Regions from separate parts of the Mus musculus genome. Here region 2 is linked to region 1. Evidence: chromatin contacts called from public promoter capture Hi-C data. All regions are on one chromosome and are shown on one strand. Each heading gives the region's core, a stretch centred on a gene start, on an enhancer-like site or on the middle of the called end of the contact. The rest is flanking DNA. Distances are from core to core; before and after follow the strand shown. Region 1 holds the start of 1700012I11Rik (RIKEN cDNA 1700012I11 gene). Region 2 overlaps Zfat (zinc finger and AT hook domain containing).

Region 1 (6,845 bases), core at 4,081-6,580:
AGAGTGAATTTCTAGGGTGACTCATCTTCAAGAAGTAGTAATTCTCCAGAAGGAGAATAGAGCACACACACAGACTTGGAAGTAAGAAAGCCGTAGAAATGCAAGAGCATCGTTAGTATAGCATGCCTAGAATGTGAAGTGTTAGATGTGGGCAGGTGAGAAAAGTGAGCTTTGGGGAGACACCATGTCTACCCACACACTTTGCTCAAAGTTCCCTTCACCCATCTGTTGTAGATGAGCTAGGAAGGTGCTGGCTGTGGCCAGATTCCATTGTGAAAATCTCATTCTAGCTGGGGAGGCAAGGACATGATATTAATCCTAGTCACTGGGCAAAGCAAGCTGCAGCTGCAGCCATCCAGGAAGGAGGCTGAGTGAAGAAGGTGGAGGCTCCGAAGCAAGAACTGCTCGCCCATTTACTGTGGGAAGAAGGGGTTTGTAGAGAGAGCTGGCCACTTCATTGTGGTGGATCTTACTACTGTAGATGTATAGAAGAGATTGGAAATGAAAGGCATGAAACAAACAAACAAACAAAACAAATAGAATGTTATCTACAGGAACATGCTTTGTATGTGGAAATAGAAGTCAGAAGCCAGTCCATGTGAAAGTGGATTCAGTCCATGTGGAAGTGAATTTCACCTTTACCCAACTCCTCCTCCAATAAGATTTGATTATGATATTTATGCTACCAGATTTCTAGTCTAACAAAGAGGGGCTGTATTTTCCATATGCAGGCTTAGTGTAGCTGTATTTACCTTGTTATGCAAATGTCCCTCTCCTGAAGGTCTTCAAATGATTCTGAATTATGCAATCTTGGACTGGGATGTTATGTTTGGTTTGCCTTTTTTGTTTTGTTTTCTTGTAGAGAGTTCACTTTTGGAACAGGCTTCGGAAGCAGCAAATTGGGTGTCAGAAGTGAAGGCCACTCCACACGGCTACTCATTCCCTTCTAGTGGCTTGACTCTATAATTTGGCTCATAAATTGTCTCTGGGCAGAGAGAAATATCAAACCTTTAACTGCTATCATGGTTCTGGATAAAAATAAGAGGATGGGGGAAAATCCCCAGTTTAAAAACATACACGCTTTCCCATAAATTATAAAACCAAGTAGAGCTAATATTGAATACACAGATCTGTGGGCAGAGCTACTCTTCCAAACACCAAACAGGCTCCTAAGCAACATACCACTATTTTAACATCACCACTATTTTAAGCAGGTTTGGATGGAGGCTCAGGAGATTGGCATTCTCAAGGCAAAGAAGGCTCATGAGTTGTTCTCTCCTTGGAACTGTATGAGTCACTGTCAGGGCAGGATATTGGTTTGTGGGTTCAGCACTAGAAGAGAAATTTGCTGACCATTCAGTGGTGGAGAGGGTGGGTAACTTATAGGTCATCTATATTTAAAATTTCAGCCATGTCTCTCGGTATTTGCCAGAGTCAATTCTCTGTAAAAAGGTTTGCAGCATCATGCTGTGACACAAGGCTACCCTACCTTAATTATGGCAGTTAAGAATGTGCTATTCAGGCCGGGTAAGTTGCCTCAACAGGTAAGTCTGCCTCATCTGATGAGCTGAGTTTGATTCCTAGGATGCACATGGTAGAAGAAAGTCCTGACCTCCACACACTCAATGTGGTACACATGCCCCTACTCTTGGCCGCAGAATAAAGAAATGTAACTAAGTGTTCTCACAAAGAATATCCTAGGCACATTTAGACATTATAGTAATCAATAGTATGGTAAGCACAGATATACTAGATGCTTTCAAAGATGACCACCTTATTCCGAGAAATGTTCTGAGTAGATATTAAGGTTTCTTTGTATTAAAAGCCTGCATCTAAGAGATGCCAGTTAACTCTTTCAAGATGACGTTGTCAGAATGTAACTCTCCTGCCCTGAAAGCTTATCTCTTTTGGAATGTTAGGAGGGACTAATGTGGACTTTGTTCCCATGATGGCCAGAGAATGGATGAATGATTCTATCCATGATCCATCAAACCTTTGTTCTCTAAAGGGAAGTCAATGACAGATTCTAAATAGTAAAATTGTATTTATCAGACTAGATTCTGATCTGGTTACAAGGGCAGAATTGGGGTGTCATACAAGTGTTGGTCCAAGGGAGCAATTTCTGCTAACTTCTGCACCCAGCACCGACTCTTGCAGCCGTGTCTTGGTGTCATGCTTTCTTCTGAAGACCAGAAACACATCTATATCCCTTAGTGCTGGCCTAAAGTTGGCATAGAAGAAAGCCCCTTCCTTTGAGTCACATAGACACAGACACATTGTTGTACAAGACAGTTCTCTGGACAGACAACTGCCATCCTTGGAAGTCTAGAAGCTCCCACTTGCAAATGATAATCCCAGCTGGGTTCATTGACCGGTTACACTCTCTCATAGAAGGAGATGGGAGCGTCACAAGACCCTCATCTGAGTATCTGATCACTTTGTACTACCTATTGCACACAATTCTATCTACTACAGGTGGTCTCAGGGAGACAAAGATTATATAAGCCAGGGAAGAAGTGGGTGGGGATTCATCTTTGGTTATGAGAAATCCATCAGCTTCTGGGTAAAGGCTTTTGAGTAAAACCTTTTCAAAGGAACACTCATACTCTTGTAAGTAACCTCTCACCTGTGATCTCTAAATAAAGCTAACAAATGCACTGATTATTCAGAATGAACTTGGCTAGAAACATACCTCAATTTGTTGGTGGGATAATAGGAGGAGGAGGAGGAAAAAAAGAGGTGGGGAGGATGGGAGGAGAAGGAAGAGGTGAAAGGTAAACAGTGTTTATGTCTGCCTCAAGGAAAGAATTTTAGGAACAACTACTGAGTCTTAAGTGATCTGGTCCAGGCTGCTCTTTCTCTCAGGGCTTCTGATTGCTCTCAGCTTCCTGTTTGTCCTTGGACATCTGCTTCTAGGTTCTCCCTTCAGGAACTCATTATTTCCTTTGCTAGCTATCTTTTAAAATTCTTAATTCAGTGTTTTAAAATCTCATATTCATTAACATAAATAAAATAAAAATCTCATATTCAATACTTATTCTGGAAAAGATAACCAGACAGAAAATCATCCCAGAGAAAAGGCAAAACCAAAATTTGACCTCATTTCTTTCCAACTTTTATAATGTGAATGTCCTCATTATTGCTGCCATTAAATGTCTGTTGCTACGAATCGGGGGTAGCCCATAGGGTCATAGCAACAGAGGAGGGAATGAAATAGAGAAATAAATTTATCCATTCCTATTACTATCATCCAGAATAAAAAGAAACTGGTGCTTTCTAGTCAGGCTCTCTTCTCTGGGTAGGCAGAATCTAGAAGATCAAGTTGGAGGACTTCCTAGGAGAGGATCAATAGGTTTCCAAAATAGTTTGCTGAGTCCATGCATGCAAAAAAATCAACAAAGGAAGAGATAGAAAGGGATCTTTCCCTGGACTCACATCCCAGACATCATTGGCCTGAAAATGTGCCTGGTCCAGGTGATAGACGTAGGGGATGCACAGATATTTTAGGAAGGTAAGAATTCGTTCTCTCTCACGTCCACTTACTAGTAGTACTAGTAGCAGGGACACAGTGGATGACTGAGTTGTTCAGGTTTTGAGCTAAGCATTAGAAACTTAACAATTAAAAAAAGTAGCTGAGATTTCTATTTTCAAGAAAAATGTACACAGCCAAGAGCAAGAATTCCCAACTATTCTGGTTAGTTTTTGTTTGTTTTTGCTAACTTGACACTTGATACAAGCTAGCATTATCTGGGAAGAGGGACCTCAATTGAGAAAATACATCCATCAAATTGATCTGTAGATAAGTCTGCAGAGTGTTTTCTTGATGAATTATTGATGTGGGAGGAACCAGTCACTAGGGGTGATGTCACCTCTAAATCTAGGTGGTCCTGGGAAGTAAAAGAAAGATGGCTGAGTGTGAGTTGGAGAATCATGGGAGTAAGCAGCACTCGCACATGGTTACTGCTTCAATTTGCCCCACAAGTTCTTGCCTTGGCTTCCCTCAATGATGGCTTGTAAGCTTTAAGATGAAATAAACCCTTTCCTCCTTAAGTTGGTTTTGGTCAATATTTTATCACAGTGACAGAAAGAAAACCAAAGCACTGACCATAGCATTGTTGATATTTTGAGTCATTTCATTCTCTGTTGGCAGAGAGGGGCTGTTTGAGGCGTTATAGGTTTTCAACATTGTCCTTACTCTTTCCTCACAATCAAAACTGCCATCTGGAAAATGACAAATGTCAAGGGGAAGAAATGGCCACCAGTTGAAAAGCTTTTTGATCAGAAGTATTGAAGCAGGTAATTTGGTAATGTGGAGAGAGTTCAGTCAGCCTTCTGCCATCCAGGGTTCCGTGCCCACGAAGCCAATCTGCTGTAGGTTTAAAATTGAAAAAAAAAAAGTCATGTGGTAATCCAGTGGAAGTGGATGTGATTGCATGATCCCCTGAAAATGTCTGGAAGTGTTCTCTAAATGTGTTTTCTCTCGGCCACAAGTCAAATTTGTCCTGCCTAGGTGGTGCTTATTGCTCCTGGAATGAAGAGATGTGGAACAGAGACGTATCTCACTTGCAGTTTGCAATGCATATTATTACCCATCCTTATCTGTGATTCCTCTCTCTATGATTTCAGTTACCCCTGATCAACCATACTTTGAAAACACTAAATAAAAAGATTCAGAAGTAAGAAACTCTTAAGGTTCAAATACATTCTGCTATAAACTACCATGGTAATTATTTTATCATTGGTGATAATTGTTATGCTCAAAGTGGGTTTGATTCATAGACATGGCTTCCTTATAGGTTGGTATGAATATGAAAAACAGTATGTAAGGGCTTTGGGATCTCCTGTAGTTTTGGGCACTGAGTAGGAGACTTGGAAAAGATTGTCTTGGGTGATGGGTTAGCACACAACCAGAAACAAATCTTGGCTTCTATTATCCTTTATGGTTTTTGTGGCCCTCTATTCCTACAGCACAAGCCTATGGTGATGATATACCCTTTGTGGCTATGGCTATGCAAAATGAATGGCATGGATAAAAGGCTCGGGGCAGGAACACCATAACAACATATTTGTAATACACAGTCCAAGGGGACACAGTAGCTGGGAGGAGGGCATGTGGAGAACCTGACCTTGCAGACATGATCATTAGCTTAAGAAACCTAGAAGACTAGCTTCTGTCTGGCAATGTGAGGTGTCACTTATGTGATGCTTGTTGTATGCCAGAAGGCCTTCCAAGTGAGATCACAGGCACCATCGCCTTGGATCTTCCCCCAGGTTCTAGAAGGCACATGCCTATTATTAGCAACACTTGAAAGACCAGGATATGGAGGCTTAAAGCAATTAGTCACATGTAAAGTTCACCTGAAGCAGAGTGGTAATTCCTGTTCATCAGATCTCTTTGATGCCAACATCTTCCCATTCAGTGATAGGGTGGATTGCTGGCTGGGCTACCTGTAGGCCTGCTGATAAAAAGATAGCTTCTGCTGGTGGCTGACTGTGGGTAAGAGTCATTCGAGCAAATTGCTTCCCGGAAGCACTGATTCTCTGCAGTTTGTTCTAGGGAAGACTCCTTCCAGCGAGGCTGGCTGGGCAGGCCACACTTGCAAAGGCGATGCTCTGAAATTAGAGGTGAAAGAGGCACGCATGTAAGTCACGTCTGTTCACAAATTGAATTAATTATACTTGGCTGGGGCACAGGTGGAAGGAATCCAACTGGAGTTTGTTCAAAAAGCAAGAGAGAAAATGATGGAGAAGAAATGAAGGCAGTGTCTTGTCGTACAAAATATTTTTAAAAAACCTCGGCACGGGGGGTGGTGGTGGTGGTGTTCTTCCCACCTTAGACCATTTATGTTCCCAGATAAACACACACACACACACACACACACACACACACACACACACACACACAAAAGCTTTATATTTTAGTATGCCTTATGCAACACAATAGCTGGCAGCTGCCTACCCTCCACGCTGTTAGAATCTACCTTTCTATAGATAATCCTAAACTATTAGTCACTATTTATTATGCTCCATCTGAACTCCTCTAAACTGCAACCAGGCAGCCCTCTGGGACACCTTGGCCCCTAGGTCATGGTGGATCTCCTTTCTCATCTCTCACAGGTTCTTTTCCTAGCCCGTGGTGGCTTCTTGCTTCCCATTACTCTTTCTCACAGTCCCAAGTCCAGGAAACCTCAACCTCACTTACATAACCAACAGCATAGAGGGTAGGCAGTTGCCGAGCTACAGTACTGCATAAGGCATATTTAAAAACAAAACGGCTATGTGACACATCTTTCATTTGGGAACATAAGCTGCCAAAGGCAGGAAGAAACCCCTCAATGGAATTTTTTAGATCTATTTTACTACAGTGTTTAGAACAGGGGATAGGAATATGGCAGGGCTCAGGATGGCTGGAGCCAGAGCCTGGATTCCCTATGGCCTATTCTCAGTGTGTTTCCTGGGTGGGAACAGTTTCTATTTTCACCACTCCAACCTTATGCAGCTGCCGTCACCTCTCAAGTTTCCTGATTTATGTTTCAGCCACCATGGAGCCTCATGGCTCATTTTCATTCTTACATACCAGAGGAAATGACTGATTCAGTGGGCTGGGAATTCAGTTCAGTTAACAGAGTACTGGACTGTCATTAGCCCTGGGCTTGACCCCTAGCATCTCAAAGTAGGGCATGGTCATGCATGCGTGTAATCCCGGCATTTAGGAAGATCGGGAGTTCAAGGTTATCCTTAGCTACAAAGCAAACTCAAGGCTATCCGGGGCTGTATGGAAGCCAGTCTTAATGAGGAAATAATAATTTTATGATGTTTGACTCAAGTGCTGTCTGGGTTTGGTG
Region 2 (6,307 bases), core at 701-3,200, 960 kb after region 1:
TCAGACCCAACCCCATTCTTTCTTTCTCTTCCTGGCCTACAGTACTTGCAGAGCATTCTGCTGGCTCATCCACCATTGCTGGATCTTCACAAACTCAATGCAAAACATGTTCACTGTTTCCAGGTCACAGCTGGGTACTGGGAATGCACTGCTGGGCAAAGCAGCATAGACCCTTGGCTCATTTTCATGAACCATCATTAATATCAGCACTGTAGAGAAAATGATTAGAGAGTCACAGTCCAAGAACGCCCTTCTCCTAATCATCTTATGCTTCCCAGGCATGTTCCCTGTGCCAGGCATGGTGGACATACGGTAAGAACATACCAAGCCCTCAAGGGCCCTCCACTCCAGAGAAGACAAAGAGATAACAAATGTGATCAAGAGTAGTCTCTGTTCTGTGTTGTATGAAACAAGAATAAGGGACAGGATGGTAGAGGTTACCTGATAGGTCAGAAAGGCTTTATGGAGCAGTTAGCTATGGCTGACTGAAAAAGCGAGGGTTAATGAAGCACTGGATGGGGAAGATGGGAACCAGTGATGAGGACAAAGCTATGTGTGCGGTCTTGGGAAGGTGTGTGATAATAAACAGCAATGCTCCAGTCTAACAAAAGAAGACTGAGACAATGGATAAATACTTGGCTGAGCATCCTGGTGGCCACACCTGCAGGAGAAAGGAGAAAGTGACCTAAAAAGATGTCAAGACTAAGAGGTAAATACAGGAAGGCCATGAATGCTGAGAAGAGCATCAATCTCCCACGGGTGAGACACTAAGCCCAGTCAACCTGCACAACAGAAGATAGACTGTGTCTGGCCTGGCCCTGCTGGGGACTCCTGGGATGTGGAGTGATTGTCATGTCTTTTGATGGCTCCAAAAAATGACAATACGTCCAGGTTTTTACAGGAGCTGCTGTTTTTTCAAGGCTAGTTGCTACCTTACCTTTCTTAAGACAATTGGGAAGCCAAGCAAAACATATTTAGGGCATCATGGGACTTCTTGGTTCACATATGCATCTCTTGAAGGTAATGGTGAGCGACTGATGCCACCTAATCCAAGGAATAGCTGAGCTGGCTTAGAGTTTTACATGTATGCCATGTTGTAGAGAATGCAGTACATGGACTGGCAAACCATTCAAATGCACTGTAGAACAAATGCATCAGTTACAGACATACGACAGCAGCCATGACAGGTTCAGCGATGGTATTAGCCTAAAGAGTAAGACTAGCCTTCATCTGTCAGTGAAGGACAAAGGAGCACTCTAGAATGGAAACACCTGGACAGTCCCAAATGCGATAAAGCAGAGGGAAGGAGGGGACAGAGGGCTTTACTAGAATCATCAGGCCTGAAATGACCCACCTGAGGACCAGATCTTCAGAATATCAAAAGAGAACACTGAGAGTCATTCCACACGCCTCTGTATGAGACATGTGTGCAGCGGACAGGCAGCAGGGAAGGCGGGGTTGGAACGTGCAGGAATATATGTGGTTATCAGGGAAGTGAGATTGAAACCAAGGAACAACAAGATAGAGACTGTGGAGTGGGGTAGGGAAATGGGCAAAGGGAGACAGCCAGAAACCGATCTTCCTACATCTCAAGTCAGCTCCAGCCAGCCCGACACAGTGAATCAGTCCATGTATAACAGATAATGGAGCAGCCATGCTGGCTGAGGTGAAGCTAAGGAAATAGAACAGTCAAACCAGGCATTCACATTGTGCCCCATAAACCAACAGTACTTGCCAGGTTCCTGGATCATCCCCGGCTTGCAGGAGACAGTCTGGGTTAGTCTTTAACAGAAGAGTATTAGTATTAAATATATCAATGTCAAACAAAAGAGAGAGGTGATGGGAGGCATCATGAATCAGCATGGCATGCTGCTCTCCAAGGCCCAAGGTCAAGGAGCAACGCTATATTAACACATTCAGAGCCTGAGAGTGAGCGACAGGATGGGCACAGCACCTGGTCTCCAAGGTTGCTGGCAGACGCTCCGTGTTGGGAAGCTTGCTATGCAACATGCCTCAGAGCAATTGTTGCCTTGCCTGATTTTTTTAGTGGCTATTACAAAAACATTTCCAAAAGCCTCCCATTTGTCTGAGTCACAGAAGTCTTTTCGTCGCCTGGATATCGGGTGATGTGTGCACATAAATACTACAGTAGGATATTTTGGATGCTATAAAAAGGTAGAACAACATTTAATGGATTTTTTTTTTTTTGCTTGTAAAATGATGTCTCACTCTATAACAGAATTCACCATGGGATATGATTCAATATGTGGGAGATATGCCAAGGATAGCTATGTTGACGTAAAAAAAAAAAAAGGACCTGAGAGTCTGAGTTTACCATAAGCTTAGCCTGGTGAACAATATAAATCCACAACAAGCAAACAAGGGTGCACACTATCAGCCAGGGTAAGAAGAAATGAAGAAGAGGTCCCACCCAGCATAGGGGATGAATGGTAGCAAGCTCTGCTATAGGCACTAGGTGTACACACTGGAGAAATGAGTGTGAACAGTTGGTGGCTAGCAGAGGGTGAAGGCTTGGAAGCCACCTCCTATTAAGAAACACTGGAGGGACCTGTGTTGGCCCCAGTAGAGACTATGAAAACACCCCTGACTACTGCAGCTACTCCGATTCCCTCCTGGCTGCAGTGTGATAGGCTGCTGGTATGCACCTGGCTTCGTTACTTTCCCCATCATTGTGGCAAAATGCCTGACAAAGCAGCTTAAGTGGTACGAAGATTGCGTTAGCTAATTGTTCAGAGGGAGCAGCCCACCATAGCAGGTGGTGACAGAGTTAGCTCCAGTAAATGGCAATGGGAGTGTAAGATGTCTGGTCATATGACTGTGACAGTCAGGAAACAAAGAGTTCTGACCAGAAGTTGTAACCATCAAAGGTCACCATCAACCAGTGTCTCCTCTGCTAGCCATGCCTCCACTCAAAGAGTCCCACAGCTACACTGCCCCAATTCTACCCTCTGAAGGAATGCCACCACTCTTTGTAGGAACTGAGAATACATTGCAGCACCTGAAGATCCAGGCTTGGCCACTCAGGGCTGAGAGAAGGCTGTCAGGAGTTTCTGAAAGCACTTTTCTTTCTTAATAAGCAAAATATTGCTCACAATCTTAACGAGGTCCACTTGTTGAACTGAAGCACTAGCCACTAAGAGACCCCAAGGAAAAGCTTGTTCATAATGCTCATAAAGAAAAAGACAGTCCCACAGCATTGTCACTCAGACAGCCTGGACTACCAACCCCAGACAGCTTGTTCTGTGGAGAGTTCTGCTCTTATCTAAACTTGTTTTTAACTGGTGCCTCTGGTAAGATCTTTACACTACCCTCTACCTTAGCTCCAGAATGAACCAATCTACAATCCAAATCTAATCAAGTTACTCTCATGTGTGGACCCTTTAATGCCTACCCTGCTGTCTCCATTAAGAATTAGTATGAAAGTCTGCAAAACTCCCACAAACCATCTGTCACACCACCCACTGAGGCCAGAGTCTTGACTTCCAAGGGACACCCTCATATGCATATCTTCTCCCACTCAGGGTTCCAAGTACATGGGCCACAAACTGACTCAATCACGCTGCATTTCTTCCCTGGACCTACACATCTTCCGTGATTCAAAGGGGGACTGCACTCTGCAGGTGGCTGTTCCTCAAAACTCACGCACTGAAATCTTAGTCCCTGGTGGGATGGTGTTGAGAAGACGGGAAACTAAAGCAGAGATCAGAGTCAAAAAATAAGGGCTGCCATAGGAAGAAGGAAACGAGGCTACCTGTAGAAAAATGGATGGAATCGGAGGCCGCTGTGCTAAGAGATAAACCAGACGCAGAACGATAAATAGTACATATTCATTCTCTCTCTCTCTCTCTCTCTCTCTCTCTCTCTCTCGTGTGTGTGTGGGGGGGGGGACCGGAGGCCACTGTGCTAAGAGATAAACCAGACTCAGAACAATGAATAGTACAAATTTTCTCGTGTGTGTGTGTGTGTGTGTGTGTGTGTGTAGACATGTTTATATTTGTATGTGCATTTATGTGTGTGTGTATGTGTGTGTGAGTATAGAGGGGGACATGGAAGTAGAAAGAGGCCATGGGGGAAGGAAGGACAGAGGGGAAATAAGAGAATGGGAGAGAGGATGATAGAGATATTTTATTTCATGTTTTCTCTCTCATAGGTGGAGAACGTAAATATAGATAGATATACATGCATATGACATGAAAGTGGAAGGCAGGCTATTTGAGGAAAGGAAGGGAACAGAGAGAAGTGGGGAAATAAATATGACCAAGCTACAGACTCTGTGTGTGTGTATGTGTGTGCGTGCATGTATGAAATGCCACAGTGAAATCTACAAGCTTATATGGTGACCCACAAATTTAATTGGAAGAAAACCTAAAAGTCAGAGCAAAAGAGAATCTTACACCTCTCAGCGCTCAGGCGTGATCACCACTCTGACATATCCTCCAGCAGAGACACTCCTGAGTCCCTGGCCACATACAAATGGCCTATACCCTACTTAAGCGGTCACTGAGGTGGAGCCAGCACAGAGTCACTCTGAACCCTGTCACAGGCTGCTACTGCTAGAGTCGTGTGGCTGCATCCCAAGAGTCCAACGCCCACACCTATGGCAGTGTCCATGACAAACCTTTCCCTAGGGAGACATAACAAGCATCTACCCTGTCGTTACACGGAGGGTACCAACAACAAATAAAAGCACAGGTCTACCAAAAACAAACTTCCAGAAGCAATTCATTTGTGAGGGGTCACTCAGGAGCTGTTAACTAATTTGTGGGTATCACCAACCAAAGCAGTCATACCACTAAGAACTCACACTTACTTCTGCATGGATGACAACTGCACAGAGGGAGTTCCCCCTCCGTCAACGCTCCACATGCTATGGACTCTAGGACCTCTGAGCCCACGTGCAACTACGGCAGAATTATGTGCAAGTGACCAGGAAGGACAGGCAAAAGAGGCTGGAATCTCAGGTAAGGGTCCAGTTTTATTTGAGAGAGAGGGAGGCTGGTTTCTGCTCTCTCCATTTGAGACAATGTTTTCCATTTGTTATGGATGGGTTTAAGATGAATCTGAACAATTGGTGTCCAGAAGGTGGCGCTGTCTGGAGAGGCTATGCAAACTGCAGACACTGACCTGTCTAAAAGTAGATCTTTGTGGGCATGCTCCGAGGCACTCCTGCCTGTGTTCTCTGCCTCTTGATCCTCAAGGGCCCAGCACAGCACACAGAACCACCATGCCTTTCCTGCCGTGATGTATTTATTCTACTGTCAAAAACACTGAGCCAAAATGAACCTCTCTTCCTGCAAGCTGCTTCTGTCAGGTGTTTAGTCATAGCAATGGGAAAAACAACCAATACATCTCCCAGTTGCTCATGACCTCTCTCTCTGTTTTTCAAACACAGTTGCCTTTCTCCCACTGAAATACCTTCCAGACTTAGGCTGACAGTCATGATGGTGGGTGCTTCTTTAAGGGCATGGCATTTACAGCTAGCATGCTTCAAGTCCTTTCTTTGGGGTGTTTTAAACAGTTTCTTGTTCCTCTGACTTTGTGAGCTTTTCTACTTTCTCCCCCACCCCTGCTGATGCCTATATTCTCTGTAGCTTCCTTTTCTTTGGAAAACTCAATAGCTCTGCAATGCATCTGCTTTTTGGGAAACCATGTTGGATGTAGTCCTACTGTGTGCACATTGCCAATGGGCCAACATACATATCCATTGTGTGCACACTGCCAATGGGACAACACATATATCCACTGTGTGTATACTGCCAATGGCCAACATACATATCCACTGTGTGCACACTGCCAATGGGCCAACATATATATCCACTGTGTACACACTACCAATGGGCCAACATACATACCCACTGTGTGTACACTGCCAATGGGCCAACATACATATCCAACAGCCTGCTAATAGCAGAGGAAAGTCAGTAGGCAAATACCACTGTGTGACTCCAGTCAGGATCTTCCATGGCAGGGATAAACTCACATTGGATGTGAACACAAGAAATAGGTCAGTGACCCAGTGGAAGTCATAATCCACCTGAGCCAGTAAAGTCAGGACTTGGCAGGCAGTGCAAGTTGGCATTTTCTAAGTGTAGGCTGTGCTCTGAGTTCTGATGTAGCAAACACATCTCACACCAACATTCCTACTACTGGTCAGAAAAGCTACTGAGACTAGGCCAATCATTGGTCAAATCCTGTCTCATGTGTCTCCCAAGTAAAACAGAAGCCCTATGAGGTTAGCAGGGTTCAGCTCATCCCACTGAGCAACTTCCAAGGTGCTCAATATGAA

Evidence for each region. Promoter capture Hi-C pulls out the DNA fragments that hold promoters and counts their contacts.
Region 2: a promoter capture Hi-C map of hippocampal neurons shows a contact between it and region 1, with 7 times the contacts expected there. The contact joins the enhancer-like site here to the promoter of 1700012I11Rik in region 1. A contact is called at or near these places in 3 of 39 promoter capture datasets (the C10 cell line, embryonic stem cells and hippocampal neurons), 1 of 484 Hi-C or Micro-C datasets (bone marrow-derived macrophages) and 1 of 115 datasets of contacts at active chromatin or transcription factors (large pre-B cells).

The regions. Positions count from the first base shown.
Region 1 is chr15:67,221,439-67,228,283 of GRCm38.p6, forward strand. It overlaps 1700012I11Rik (RIKEN cDNA 1700012I11 gene), which reads left to right and starts at 5,331. Exons shown (of 9, transcript NR_045140.1): 1 at 5,331-5,642.
Region 2 is chr15:68,187,346-68,193,652 of GRCm38.p6, forward strand. All of the region lies in intron 3 of Zfat (zinc finger and AT hook domain containing), which reads right to left. Among named protein-coding and RNA genes, the nearest start is that of Zfat, 68 kb to the right of the region's middle. Within about 2 kb of position 1,951, at least 6 of the 459 cell types and tissues checked have an H3K27ac peak or open chromatin away from gene starts, as enhancers often do. A contact at or near this core is called in hippocampal neurons, where this site is marked.